Linked DNA regions of Mus musculus: region 2 is linked to region 1. The links are chromatin contacts, called in public Hi-C maps. All regions are on one chromosome and are shown on one strand. The core of a region is the stretch at or near the end of the contact, and the rest is flanking DNA. Distances in the headings are between cores, read along the strand shown.

The links. Hi-C and Micro-C count contacts between places; a contact is called where the count stands out from the background.
Region 2: a Hi-C map of liver shows a contact between it and region 1, with 2.7 times the contacts expected there. The contact joins two enhancer-like sites. A contact is called at or near these places in 8 of 39 promoter capture datasets (cranial neural crest, embryonic stem cells, hippocampal neurons and 3 more), 3 of 484 Hi-C or Micro-C datasets (cortical neurons and liver), 1 of 115 datasets of contacts at active chromatin or transcription factors (embryonic stem cells) and 3 of 9 other capture datasets (adipose tissue, liver and pancreatic islet).

What each region holds. Positions count from the first base shown.
Region 1 is chr10:62,963,080-62,969,244 of GRCm38.p6, forward strand. It overlaps Dna2 (DNA replication helicase/nuclease 2), which reads left to right. Exons shown (of 21, transcript NM_177372.3): 14 at 726-950; 15 at 1,821-2,014; 16 at 3,338-3,427; 17 at 3,521-3,725; 18 at 4,574-4,663. Among named protein-coding and RNA genes, the nearest start is that of Rufy2, 14 kb to the right of the region's middle. Within about 2 kb of position 3,417, at least 6 of the 459 cell types and tissues checked have an H3K27ac peak or open chromatin away from gene starts, as enhancers often do. A contact at or near this core is called in liver, where this site is marked.
Region 2 is chr10:63,037,420-63,043,584 of GRCm38.p6, forward strand. It overlaps Pbld2 (phenazine biosynthesis-like protein domain containing 2), which reads left to right. Exons shown (of 10, transcript NM_026085.2): 2 at 1,670-1,813. The coding sequence starts at 1,730. Among named protein-coding and RNA genes, the nearest start is that of Pbld2, 16 kb to the left of the region's middle. Within about 2 kb of position 2,637, at least 6 of the 459 cell types and tissues checked have an H3K27ac peak or open chromatin away from gene starts, as enhancers often do. A contact at or near this core is called in liver, where this site is marked.

The DNA.
Region 1 (6,165 bases), core at 2,167-4,666:
TTGTTTCCTTACAAAACCAGCAGCTCCCAGCAATCCAGGAAGTTATCTGTCCCTGGGCCTATGGGGCTCACAAGTTATGTTAGCCCTCATACTGCTGAATTTGGGCTACTATAATGGCTCACACACCTTTAATCTCAACGCTTGAAGGTGGAGACGGGAGAATGGATATGTAAGTTTGAGTCCAGCCTGGTCCACATAGCAAGTTCCAGACCAGCCAAGAGTGCATAGACCCTGTCTCATCAAAACAAACAAAAAAAGATAAATTAACTTGGTGTGGTGGTACAGGCCTACACTCACACCACTCTGGGGTCGATATGATTAATAGCAGCAAACTTCTTTCTTGGATTTGAGCTTTTTTTAAAAAAAGTAATTAATTAATTAATTAATTAATTTTTACACCCCATATTTTATCCCCCCCCCAACCTCCCATCTACTCTTCTATTGCTCCACATCCCATACCTCCTCCCCATCCCCCTGTCTCCAAGTGGATGTCCCCACCCCCCATCCCATCTGATCTCAAACTCCCTGGAGTCACCAGTCTCTTGAGGGTTAGGTGCATCATCTCTGAATGAACACAGACCCGGCAGTCCTCTGTTGTATGTGTGTTGGGGGGCCGATTCTAGTCTCACTGAACGTTGTAAGTGTTTGAAAACTGTAAGCCTGTTAACAGTTGTCCGGTTTCAAAGTGATGATGTTTTCCCTGTTCCTCGGCCTCCCATTTCTAGGTGAGGATCCTCTCTGCCTGTGGGTTCAGCGTTCTGCTGACCAGCTACACGCACTCCGCCGTTGACAATATTCTCCTGAAGTTAGCCAAGTTTAAAGTCGGATTTTTGCGCTTGGGTCAGTCTCATAAGGTCCATCCAGACATCCAGAAGTTTACAGAGGAGGAGATTTGCAGATCGAGGTCCATTGCGTCTTTAGCCCATCTAGAAGAACTCTATAACAGTCACGTAAGTCAGTCTGATTCTTACTGTGTGTGCTTGTGCGTGTGTGTGCGCGTGTAGACGTCAGAGGACAGTCTCTGTTATTTCTCAGGTTGAGACAAGATCTGTTTGTCCTGGAGCTTGCCAAGTAGGATAGACTGGCTGGCCAGCCATCAAGCCCCAGGGAGTCCATCTGTTTCTCTGTCTCTGTCTGTCACCTATGTCCTAGACCAGGCACACCTTGAAGTTTCTTTGTAGTTAAGCTTACCTTGAAGTCAATTAGGAGCTTGGGGTTCCAGGCCAGTGCCCCATGGCTCCAGGCCTCCCCCATGCCTCCCCCCATGCCTCCTCCATGCCTCCCCCCATGGCTCCTCCATGCCTCCCCCCATGGCTCCATGCCTCCCCCCATGGCTCCAGGCCTTCCCCCCCCCCCAACTCCCATGCCTCTAGGCCTGGCTTGCTTTGAGTTTGGGGCACTATGCACATTAGGCTCTGGTCTTCTGCATATATGGCTTCCTGGTCTCCCTCTTTGCCTTTATCCTCTTCACAGCATCTCTTGCAGAGCAAGGGACTTAGTAATGTGCCAGGTATGATGGTGTGTGTCTGATCTCTCAACTCCCTTGGAAGCTCAGGCTAGCGGTCGCCTTAGACCCAGCAGTTTCAGGCCAACCTGTGCTACATAGGAAGTTCAGGGCGATCCTAGACTAAGTAAGTAACAAGAGTCTCTCAAGAAACAAACACACGATACATGTTTCTGAATTAAATAGTATTGAGAGGTTCTTGCTATTGGAGGGGGGGGTGGTTTTGATCTTTTAATTTCAGAAAGAGGCCGGGACGGGGACCCAAGTACCATCTTTGACATTTGGTAAATGGCTTGTTTTCTGTGCTTGCTTGTAGCCTATTGTTGCAACAACCTGCATGGGAATAAATCACCCAATATTTTCCCGAAAAACCTTTGATTTCTGTATTGTGGATGAAGCATCTCAAATCAGCCAGCCCGTCTGCCTGGGCCCACTGTTCTTTTCGCGGAGGTTTGTGCTGGTGGGGGACCATCAGCAGCTGCCTCCCCTGGTTGTAAACCGAGAGGCAAGGTGGGTAGATGCTCTTGTCTGTGTCCCGTTGTTGTGTCAGGCACTGATCAAAACCGTCCTGGGGGAGGGAAAGATTTTATTTGGCTTATAGATTATAGTTCACCACTGGGGGAAGTGAAGTCAGGAACTGCAGCAGAGGCTCACGGGAAGCACTGCCGACTGCCTCGCTCCCAGGCTCACAGGGAGCACTGCCGACTGGCTCGCTCCCAGGCCTCTGTCCAGCATTGGGACAGTGGGCTCGGCCCTGCTCCTGCATCAGAGAACAATCACAAAACGCCCCTTGGACATTCCTATATGCCAGTTTGATGGAGGAAATTCTTCCTTTGATATTTGTTCTCTCTTCTCACTATGTTCAGTTGATAACAGTGGGCTGTAGACATTTCATTTTAGTGTTTGTTTTGTTTCTGAGACAGAGTCTTGCTGTGTATCCCCAGCTGGTCTGGAACTTACTTTGTAGACCAGAGATCTGCCTGCTTCTGCCTCCCAACCTGTGTGCCCTCACCCAGGTTTCAGTTTTGTTTTTTAAAGATTTATTTTATTTATTATATGTATGCATACTGTAGCTGTCTTCAGACACTCCAGAAGAGGGCGTCAGATCTCATTACGGATGATTGTGAGCCACCATGTGGTTGTTGGGATTTGAACTCAGGACCTTCGGAAGAGCAGTGTTAACCACTGAGCCATCTCTCCAGCCCTTGGTTTGGTTTTAATAGATGGATTCTGCCATATTATCCAGGCTTGAAGCATCTTTTCTGCCTCAGGCTCCCACCTCAGGCGTCTAGCGAGCTGGGACGGCAGACCCGTGTCACCACCCAGTACTGAAGCTTTAACTGTAGGAAATGCGGCTCAGCTCTCAATGTGTTTGCCTGCCGTGCACGGAGCCTTGGGTCCGTTCCAGTGGTGCATGACCCAAGCCTAGTGCACAGATTTCCAGCACTTGGGAGATCGATGCTGGAGGGTCAGAAGTTCAAGGCCATCCAGTGCTACCTTTCAAGTTTGTGGGTTCGATTTGACCCCTGTCTCAAAAAAAAAAAAAAAAAAAGAGCAAGTTTTTATTTTAAGCTGTATTTTTGAGAACCAGTGAGATTGCGCAGCAGGAAAAGCCCTTCCCAAGCCTGAGGAGCAAGTTTGATCCCTGGAGCCTCAGTTAAGGTGGCAGAAGGAGAGGGTCACTAAAGAAAGTTGACCTCTGGCCTCCACTGGATCATCACGGTGGGCAGGCAAAGCAGATGCACATCTCTGGATCGGTAGCTAAAGGTAAAAAAGGAGTTGGATTCTTTTCAAGGGACGCTTCGGTGTGTTTATGATATGGTTTGTTGGCAGAGCTCTGGGCATGAGCGAGAGCTTGTTCAAGAGGCTGGAGCGGAACGAGAGCGCTGTGGTGCAGCTGACCGTGCAATACCGAATGAACAGGTGTGTGCAGCCCGCCAGCCCTGGGTGCCTGGCTGCTCCTTCTCCGTCCCCATTCAAACCCAGGTGGTGTTCTCTGTTCTCTGACTCTTCCAGGAAGATTATGTCCCTGAGCAACAAGCTCACATACGCAGGGAAACTGGAGTGTGGGTCAGACCGAGTGGCCAACGCAGTGCTAGCCCTGCCCAACCTCAAGGACGCAAGGCTGAGCCTCCAGCTTTATGCCGACTACTCTGACAGCCCCTGGCTGGCTGGAGTGTTAGAGCCAGACAATCCCGTGTGTTTCCTTAACACAGACAAGGTAAGGGCAGAGTGAAGAACATTTTCAGTTCTTTTAAAATATTTGTCTTAGTATTTAAATTTCTCAGCTTACTGTACCTTTTTGACCTGATTGCTTAGAACCAAGTTTAGTACATGCTCACGTACGTACATACGTACGTACGTCCACACCTCAGCGCAGCACCACAGTCCTGTCTGTCTGTCCTGGTTCTCCCCTGGCCAGCCTCAGACTCTGAGATCTATGATCCTTGCCTGTGCCTCACAAGTGAGCTACTAAAGTTGTGCGTTATGGCACCTCCTGGCTACAGTCTCTTGGGGTCTTTGTTCTATAGGTTGACAACATGTCAGGGTTAACTTCTTTTTTTCTTTTTTTAAGGATTTATTTATTATATGTAAGTACATTGTAGCTGTCTTTAGATACTCCAGAAGAGGGAGTCAGATCTCGTTACGGATGGTTGTGAGCCACCATGTGGTTGCTGGGATTTGAACTCTGGACCTTCGGAAGAGCAGTCGGGTGCTCTTACCCACTGAGCCATCTCACCAGCCCCAGGGTTAACTTCTTAAGGTTGGGGTAATTAGGAAGGATGGAATTAGGAGGATCAGAGACAGACAACAGTGAGGCGTGTGAGAGCCAGCCAGAGGTGTGGAGTGCTTTTTATGCGTCGTCATGTGCTTCTCTGGAAATAAACTCTGCCTGTGCAGCGCATGTCCGCGGTGGGTGCGTGTGTCTGTGTGTATGCACGCGCATGCCCCTGTATATTATTTCAGACTGCTTCCCACTTATCTCCAGACCCTAGTCGGCAGGCCTTTGTAACCCCCTGCTGCTTGAACTTGACAGATCGCATCACTGACTCACGGTTCTCTGCCTAGGTCCCAGCTCCAGAGCAAGTTGAAAATGGTGGTGTTAGCAATGTCACAGAAGCCAGACTCATTGTCTTCCTAACCTCAACTTTTATAAAGGTAATGCAGGGGTGTCCAGGTTAGTCGCTCTGCATGCAGAGAAATTATTGACTGTTTTGTTAAATATCGTTAGACACTTAAGGAACAGAAGATCTGGTGTTAAAACTTGTTCATTGAGATAAGGAGGGTCAGGATCTAGAAACATGGCTCAGTGGTTAAGGTCTGGTATCTTAGAAAGAACTGGAATTCAGTTTTTGTCATTTGTGTTAGACACTTCACAAACACCTCTAACTCCAGCTCACAGGATCTAAAACCCAAATCTTAAGACTCTAAAAGCGGGCCGAGCGTGGTGGCGCACGCCTTTATACCCAGAACCTGGGAGGCAGAGGCAGGCAGATTTCTGAGTTCGAGGCCAGCCTGGTCTACAGAGTGAGTTCCAGGACAGCCAGAGCTACACAGAGAAACCCTGTCTCGAAAAACCAAAAACCAACCAACCAACCAAACAAACAAAAAGGACTGGCTGGAGAGATGGCTCAGTGGTTAAAAGCACTGACTGCTCTTCCAGAGGTCCTGAGTTCACGTCTCAGCAACCACATGGTTACTCAAAACCATCTTTAATGGGATCAGATGCCCTCTTCTGGTGTGTCTGAAGACAGTGGCAGTGTACCATATAAATAAAAAATAAGTAAATCTTAAAAAAAAAAGAAAGAAAGAAAGAAGGAAGGAAGGAAGGAAGGAAGGAAGGAAGGAAAGACTAAGAAAGAAAGAAAGAAAGAAAGAAAGAAAGAAAGAAAGAAAGAAAGAAAGAAAGACAGAAAGACAGACTCTAAAAGCCACAATCAGAAAACTTAAGGCCGGGCGTGGTGGCGCATGCCTTTAATCCCAGCACTTGGGAGGCAGAGGCAGGCAGATTTCTGAGTTCGAGGCTAGCCTGGTCTACAAAGTGAGTTCCAGGACAGCCAGGGCCACACAGAGAAACCCTGTCTCGAAAAACCAAAAAAAAAAAAAAAAAAAAAAAGAAAGAAAGAAAAGAAAAGAAAAGAAAGAAAACTTAAGAATTTTTTGTTGTATGTTGTGACAGGGTCTATATATATCTGGCTCTCCTGTAGCCCAGACTGGCCTAGAACTCATAGAGGTCTACCTCCCTCTGCTTCCAGAGCGCTGGGAATAAAGGTTGTGCCACCAGGCCCAGTGACATGCAATTCTTTTTCTGGTAGCAATTGAAGTTTCCCCTTAGTATCACTGTGTAGCGTCCTGAGTGTGTGGGGTCATTAGAACCTCTGTAGGGCATGGTTCTGATGCTGTCATTGGGAACAATGCTGAAGGTTCTGTTCCCCAATTGGTGATCAATCAGTAAAGATGTTAGCAGCCGATGGCTGGGAGGAAGAGGCAGGATTTCTAGTTTCCTGCAGGGTAGCTGACACAGGAGGAAAACGATTCGCCATGCTTCAGAGGGAGAAAGCCACGAGCTATGTGAGATCTCAGGTGGAGTGGCCTTTGGCTGCTTCCTTGAGGCAACTGAGCTGAGGGCAGACTCAGAGATGCTGCTGGGGTCGAAGAGA
Region 2 (6,165 bases), core at 1,387-3,886, 74 kb after region 1:
GGAGTTCAATCTCCAGTAATGATATATATATATATATATACACACACACACACACATACATATACATACATATACATATATACATACATATACGTATATGTGTGTGTATATATATATGTATATATACACACACATATTCATATATGTTATGTTATATATACACATATATACATCTATGCATACACACACATATCTCTTACTGGGGTTTGCTAATCCAGAATAATAAGCTGATTGAACCTAATTCTCTCTCACTGGTAACAAAACATACTTATGAGTTCTTGGGAGTTACAATGTAGACAACTTTGGAGTCATTATTCTGGCTGTTTCTGTACTAACAATGGCTTCAAACTTTGAGGCTTTTACTCTGTATTAGGTGAGAAGTTTAAAGGTAGGAACACATAAGGGGCATCCAGCAGGTTAACTACAGCATCAGAAAGCACACCTTTTCCCCCAGAGCTAGTCTCCGAGCTTTCTATCTTTTAGCTAATCACAGTGTACTGATCAGGCTGCTGCATTGCCAGCATCAAAGCTACGTTCAGCTCCGAGAAAAAGGATGGGTGGCCTGTTCTCTCAGCTCCTGTTAATCAGAGAACAAAACTCTCTCCCCAAATCTTTCCCTAGTTGAGACTTGTCGCCATTAGTTGTAGGAAGTCATGAAGGCTGGCCATCTGGCAAAGGGAATGGAACTGTCCTGACAGGCAGTTCTGGGGATCCCTGAGCCAAAACGCAACCCAAGTGCTTTGAGGAAGAGAAGTTGGGTATGCTGTGGGTGGAGGGCTGGTGACATCTTATTGCACAGTGTAAGACAGCTTATTGGACAGACCCTTTGAGACCTAAGCCTTTAAAGGACTCTCTTGGTTTGAGAAGCAATACAGCATTTCTAGAAATCTTAAGAAAACAAGCACTGAAGGGCAGAATTGTATTCTTCAGTGATGAATTTCATTAAAAACACATTCAAAGCCAGAGCTGGGTACTGGAGGATATTATGAGGCAGAGGACTTACTCGGGTCCAAGTGTCTCAGGCCAGTGTGTGCAGCCTGGTTAGAAAACGTGTTCCCCACAGTTCTTAGAGAAAAAAAAAAATAGGGAACTTTGTGAGGTGTAAACTTTTGCTTAGCAAGATAGAGTCCCTGTTTTTTTGGGGAGGGTTTTTTTGTTTGATTGTTTGTTTTTGTTCCATTTGGGGGGGGGAGCAGGGGTTCCAATACAGGGTTTCTCAAACTCACAGAGATCTGCCTGCCACTGCCTCCCCAGTGCTGAGATTATAGGCATGTACCACAAATCTGGCTGAGTCCCTAGTTTTAATCCTCAACACACACACACACACACACACACACACACAGTCTATGTGGGAAGACTGTAAAACACGTGCCTCTCAGATGTCTCATGAATTTTATTAAAGTCACTGTCACAGCTAGTGTCAGCTACTCTGGGACAGAGGGTGATTATGTTGGGGAGTTCTGTTGGGGTAGAGGGGCAAATAGCCAAAGGTTAAAACTGTTTCATTTCAGTTAGTATTTTAAAACAAATTAAATGCAGAGGCTTTGAAAAGTCGGGGTGTGCACATCTTGAGGTGCAAAGTATGTTGGAGTCAATGACTTTCTATCTGGTAACTATTAACTACGTCTATACATGGAGTAAAACATTAACTTTTTCTTCTTCTTAACAGCTGGAAGTGAAACGGGCTCCGAGCAGGGCAGGGAGCCCTCAGACAGAGCCAGCGAGGAAAATGAAGCTCCCAATCTTCATAGCAGATGCGTTCACTGCGACAGCTTTCCGGGGCAATCCTGCCGCAGTCTGCCTCCTGGAGCGCGTGAGTACGCGGTTCTCAAGGGCCATGCCTGAACTTCCAGATGTGTGTAGAGCCCTTGACATCTGTAAAAGACATGAGGCCATCCTGCGTGTTTGCCACTTTGGCTTGTGTTCTGTGACATGTCGCTGATGGCCATGTCTTCAGGTTATGAGGGAATGGCTGTGCCTAGACTGGGTCAGAGCCACAGAGACTCCCAGGCAGGGAACCTGGCAGCAGCATGCCTGCAACTCTGGTGTTCCAAAGGAGAAGGCAGGAGATCATGAGTCTGCAGCCAGCCTGGGCTATATAGCAGGTTCTAGGCCAACCTGGGCTATATAGAGAACAATCTCGCAAAAATAAAAAGTCATGAATAATCAAATATTTTATAAAAGAACGTCTGGTATTGCCTTTCAGAATTAGGTTTTTGTTTAGTTAGCATCAAAAACGAAGCTCACAACTAGAGCAGTTCTGGGGCAGGCACCATTTGGCAGGTTCTGGGCTGTCCATCAGTAGTTGAGACCGTCTTCACTGTGTTACTCTGACTGGCTATGGTGCCCAGGCTCCCTCAGATTCCACCTGTCTCCTCGTTGAGTCTGGGATTGCAGGGTTCATTATCACGCCTGGCTTCAGCCTTATCTATACCTCGGAAATGCAGCTATTCTCTTCAGTGGCCTGCAGAATGACTCAGCAGGTAAGGGTGCTTGCTGCCAAGCCTGAGGACCTGAGTTCAATCCCCGAGACTCACAAGGTGAATGGAGAGAGCAAACTGCCTTTAGCTCTGCTCATGTACCATGGGGTCAGTGAGATGCCTCAGTCAGTAAAGGGACCTGCTGCCAAGTCTGACGACCTGATTGGATCTCCAGGTTCCACATGGTGGAAGGAAAGGACAAAGTGCCTCCAAGTGTCCTCTGACCTCTGTGCAAAGGCACAAAACACACACACACACATACACACACACACACACAAATAAAGAGTAACTGGCACCAAATAAAAAAGAGGATGCAACTGCAGGAGTAGGATCCTGAATTGAGGCTAGCCTGGGTTACATAGCAGGCACTAGGCCAGCCTGGACTATTAATGAGAAATGTCTCAAAAATAAAATCAGTATTACCCTTCGACTAAGAGCAGTTAGCATAAAGGAGCTGATTCTCTGGGCTACAGGGGTGGCTGTAATCCCATCTCAGCTATGCACTCATTATGTAACCTTGCAGCCAACCATTGCCTTCCACCAGATGCGGAGAGTAAAGGAATTACCAGGCTTTATCTACTCATGCAAGAGCTTGGGAAGATTAGTGGGAGAATAATTAGCAACCAGATTCCAGATTCCAAATTTGGAACCTTCAATCCGGCAAGCACAGCTTCCTATCAAGCAATTGTAGAATGGAATTGACTGTCAAAAGTCTTACTATATCTGTCCCAGGTCTCCATGCCATTCACACATACACACACACACACACACACACACACACACACACACACACACACACAAATAAATATACATACATAATACATATATAGAGACATATACTTGGAACATAGTCTATGTACCTATGTAATCTTTGGGTTGTGAGTGATTTAAATATTCAATATTCACCAGATAATATTGTGTTGTTACATAACTATGATTATCCCCAGAACATCAATAAACAAAGGAGTTAAAGGATCTGTCCTATCTTTTTTTTTTTTTAATGTTTTTGTTTTTTGAGACAGTTTCCTAGCTGTACTGGTACTTGCTCTGTAGACCAGGCTGGCCTTGAACTCAGAGATCCACCCGCCTCTGCCTCCTGAGTGCTGGGATTATTTGTTTTATGTCTATGGGTGTTTTGTCTGCATATACATCCTCACATCAGAAGGGATCAGAGGCTACAGACTACAGTTACAGATGGTTGTGAGCCGCCATGTGGGTGCTGGGAATTGAACTTGGAGTCTCTGGAAGAACAGCCAGTACTCAACTCCTGAGCCATCTCTCTAGCCCTCTCCATCTTTATCCACTTGCCTATTAAAATATGTTTTCTGTTACTTATAATTTTTATTTTTTTGTCATTTTGCTGTTTTTGTTTGTTTGTTTGTTTCTCACTATGTAGAACAGGCTGGTCTTGAACTCACAGAGCTCCTCTTGCCTTGTCTCTTTGAGCTGGGATTAAAAGTGTACCCCGCCATGCCCAGGACTCACGTATTTTTGAAACCTAGGAAATGAAACTTTCAGTATAGTTTAAGATCCCCCTAAGTAGGAGTGGGAGGAGGATAGGAAGGTAGAAAGACCATGAGTAGCCAAGGACTCAGCATTCCAGCCTGCACAGTGCCGAGTGGAGCCTCAGTCCGGCACCCTGAGCTTTTCTGTAGCTATTCACGTCAAGAGCCAGCTAAGTCTTGGCAGAGGACTTTTGGTCATTCTTCCTTGGTGACCACAGAGAGTAAAAGACCTTCAGGTGGCAGGGACATCGAGGACTGCCAGAGTGGAACAGTTGGGTTTTGTTTGCTGGTTTTGTTTTGTGTTGTGGCTTCAACTTTGGGCCTTCTACCGGCTAGGCAAGGGCTCTTCTACTGGATTATCTCCTTAAACAATATTGGATTTCATCAAAGAAAAAAGCCATGAGAGTCTAAGGGCAGGGCTTGAGTGAATTTTGGTTGTGGTGTTTTGTCTTTTTTTTTTTTTTTAACTTATTTAAAATGTGATCAAATAAAAACATTGTATGGTGCCCATAGATATAATTTGTATGTTTTATGTATAATATCAGTCAGTAAACTTAATTGAAAATGATTTGACTGAGATGAGATTATCTGAAGAACTTGGTTTTCTGGCTGTGGCTAAACTTTGCTCAGGGTCACTATAGGAAAGTCGCCATCACTGCTGGTAAAAGCCCTTCTGGTGCCACATTTTAGGGGAGCACTCCGACACAGATGTAAAGAAGCCCTCACCTCGCTCTGTAAGGAAGCCCGATAACTCACTGGTGCCCTAGGGGAGCTTTGGTGGTGGTGTGCCTTGGTTGGTCTTTGGAACCTCAGGGGCTGGGGAGGAAATTCATCTTGGTTTTAATTCAGTCAGCAATGACCCCGAGATCCTAACCCACTCCACTTGTTCTAACATACGGTGCCCAGCATGTGAGAGGCACCGGGTAGGCTCATGCAGAACAATATGAAGAAGTTACAGCCACCTGAACTGGGGCAAACCTTTCTCCTAAGAACTCTTGCTAGGAGCTGGAGAGATGGCTCAGCAGGCCAGACCACTGGCTGCTCTTGTAGAATATGCAGGTTCAGGTCCCAGCAGCCCGTGGTGGCTCACAGTCATCGGTAACTACAGATCTAGGGCATCCAGTGCCCTCTTCTGAACTCAGCAGGCACTAGACACATGTGCACGTGATCTGCAGACATATATGCAGGCAAAACACTCAGGTAAATAATAATAACTCTTCAAAAATACATATAAAAATCTCCCAGAATTCTTGGGGTTGGAGAGGTGACTCAGTGGTTACAAGCGCTTGCTGCTGCTTTTCTAGAGGACCTGGGTTCAATTCCTAGCACCGCCATGGCAGCTCACAGGCTCCTGTAACATCAGCGTCAGGGGATCCAATGCCTCAGGCCTCTTCGGGTACCTAAACTTATGTATGCCTACCCACATGTAGACACACGCAACTCTACAGAGCTAGTAATAATAGTACTAGTAATAATAAAAGTGGTAATAATAGAATTCTTGTTGCCCAGCAGTCACTAGGTCCGTGGGTTTTACCCTGGAGTGGATTAGACAGGACATAAAAAGAGAGTTTGAAGGTTGGGGGTGTGGCTTGGTGGGATAGATCTTGCCCAGTATGTGTGAAGCCTAAAATGAAACAGTGAGTATAAACTTTGGGTTATGTGATAGAGTTTGATTTTTTTTTTTAATTGGAGGTTGGGCCTTAGTCATGCTAGGCAAGCACGCTACCGCTGAGCTACACCCCCAGCCTCCATAAGGACTAGGAGGAACACATGATGGTGGAGACAGCGCCTCCTTTAGGGGTTCTGTTGCAGGGGAAGGGTCCCAATGTCTTCTTGTGTGGTTTTTAGCATTTCCTGTACCAGGTCTTCTGGCTTCTCTGAAGGGCAATACATTAGAGGGACAAAGACCCAGAAGACAAGATGTCACACCTAGACTGCCATGTCTCTCTATTGCCACAAGATGGGAGTATAAAATTAAACTTTATTCTGGTTTTCGGGCTCAATAATCCTATGGATCCTAAGATGTCAGCTAGCATCTTTTTTTTTTAATTTAATTTTTTTATTAGATATTTTCTTTGTTTACATTTCAAATGTTATTCCCTTTCCTAGTTTCCCCTTCGAAAGTCCCCTATCCCCTCCCCTCTCCCCCTGCTCCCCAACCCACCCACTCCTGCTTCCTA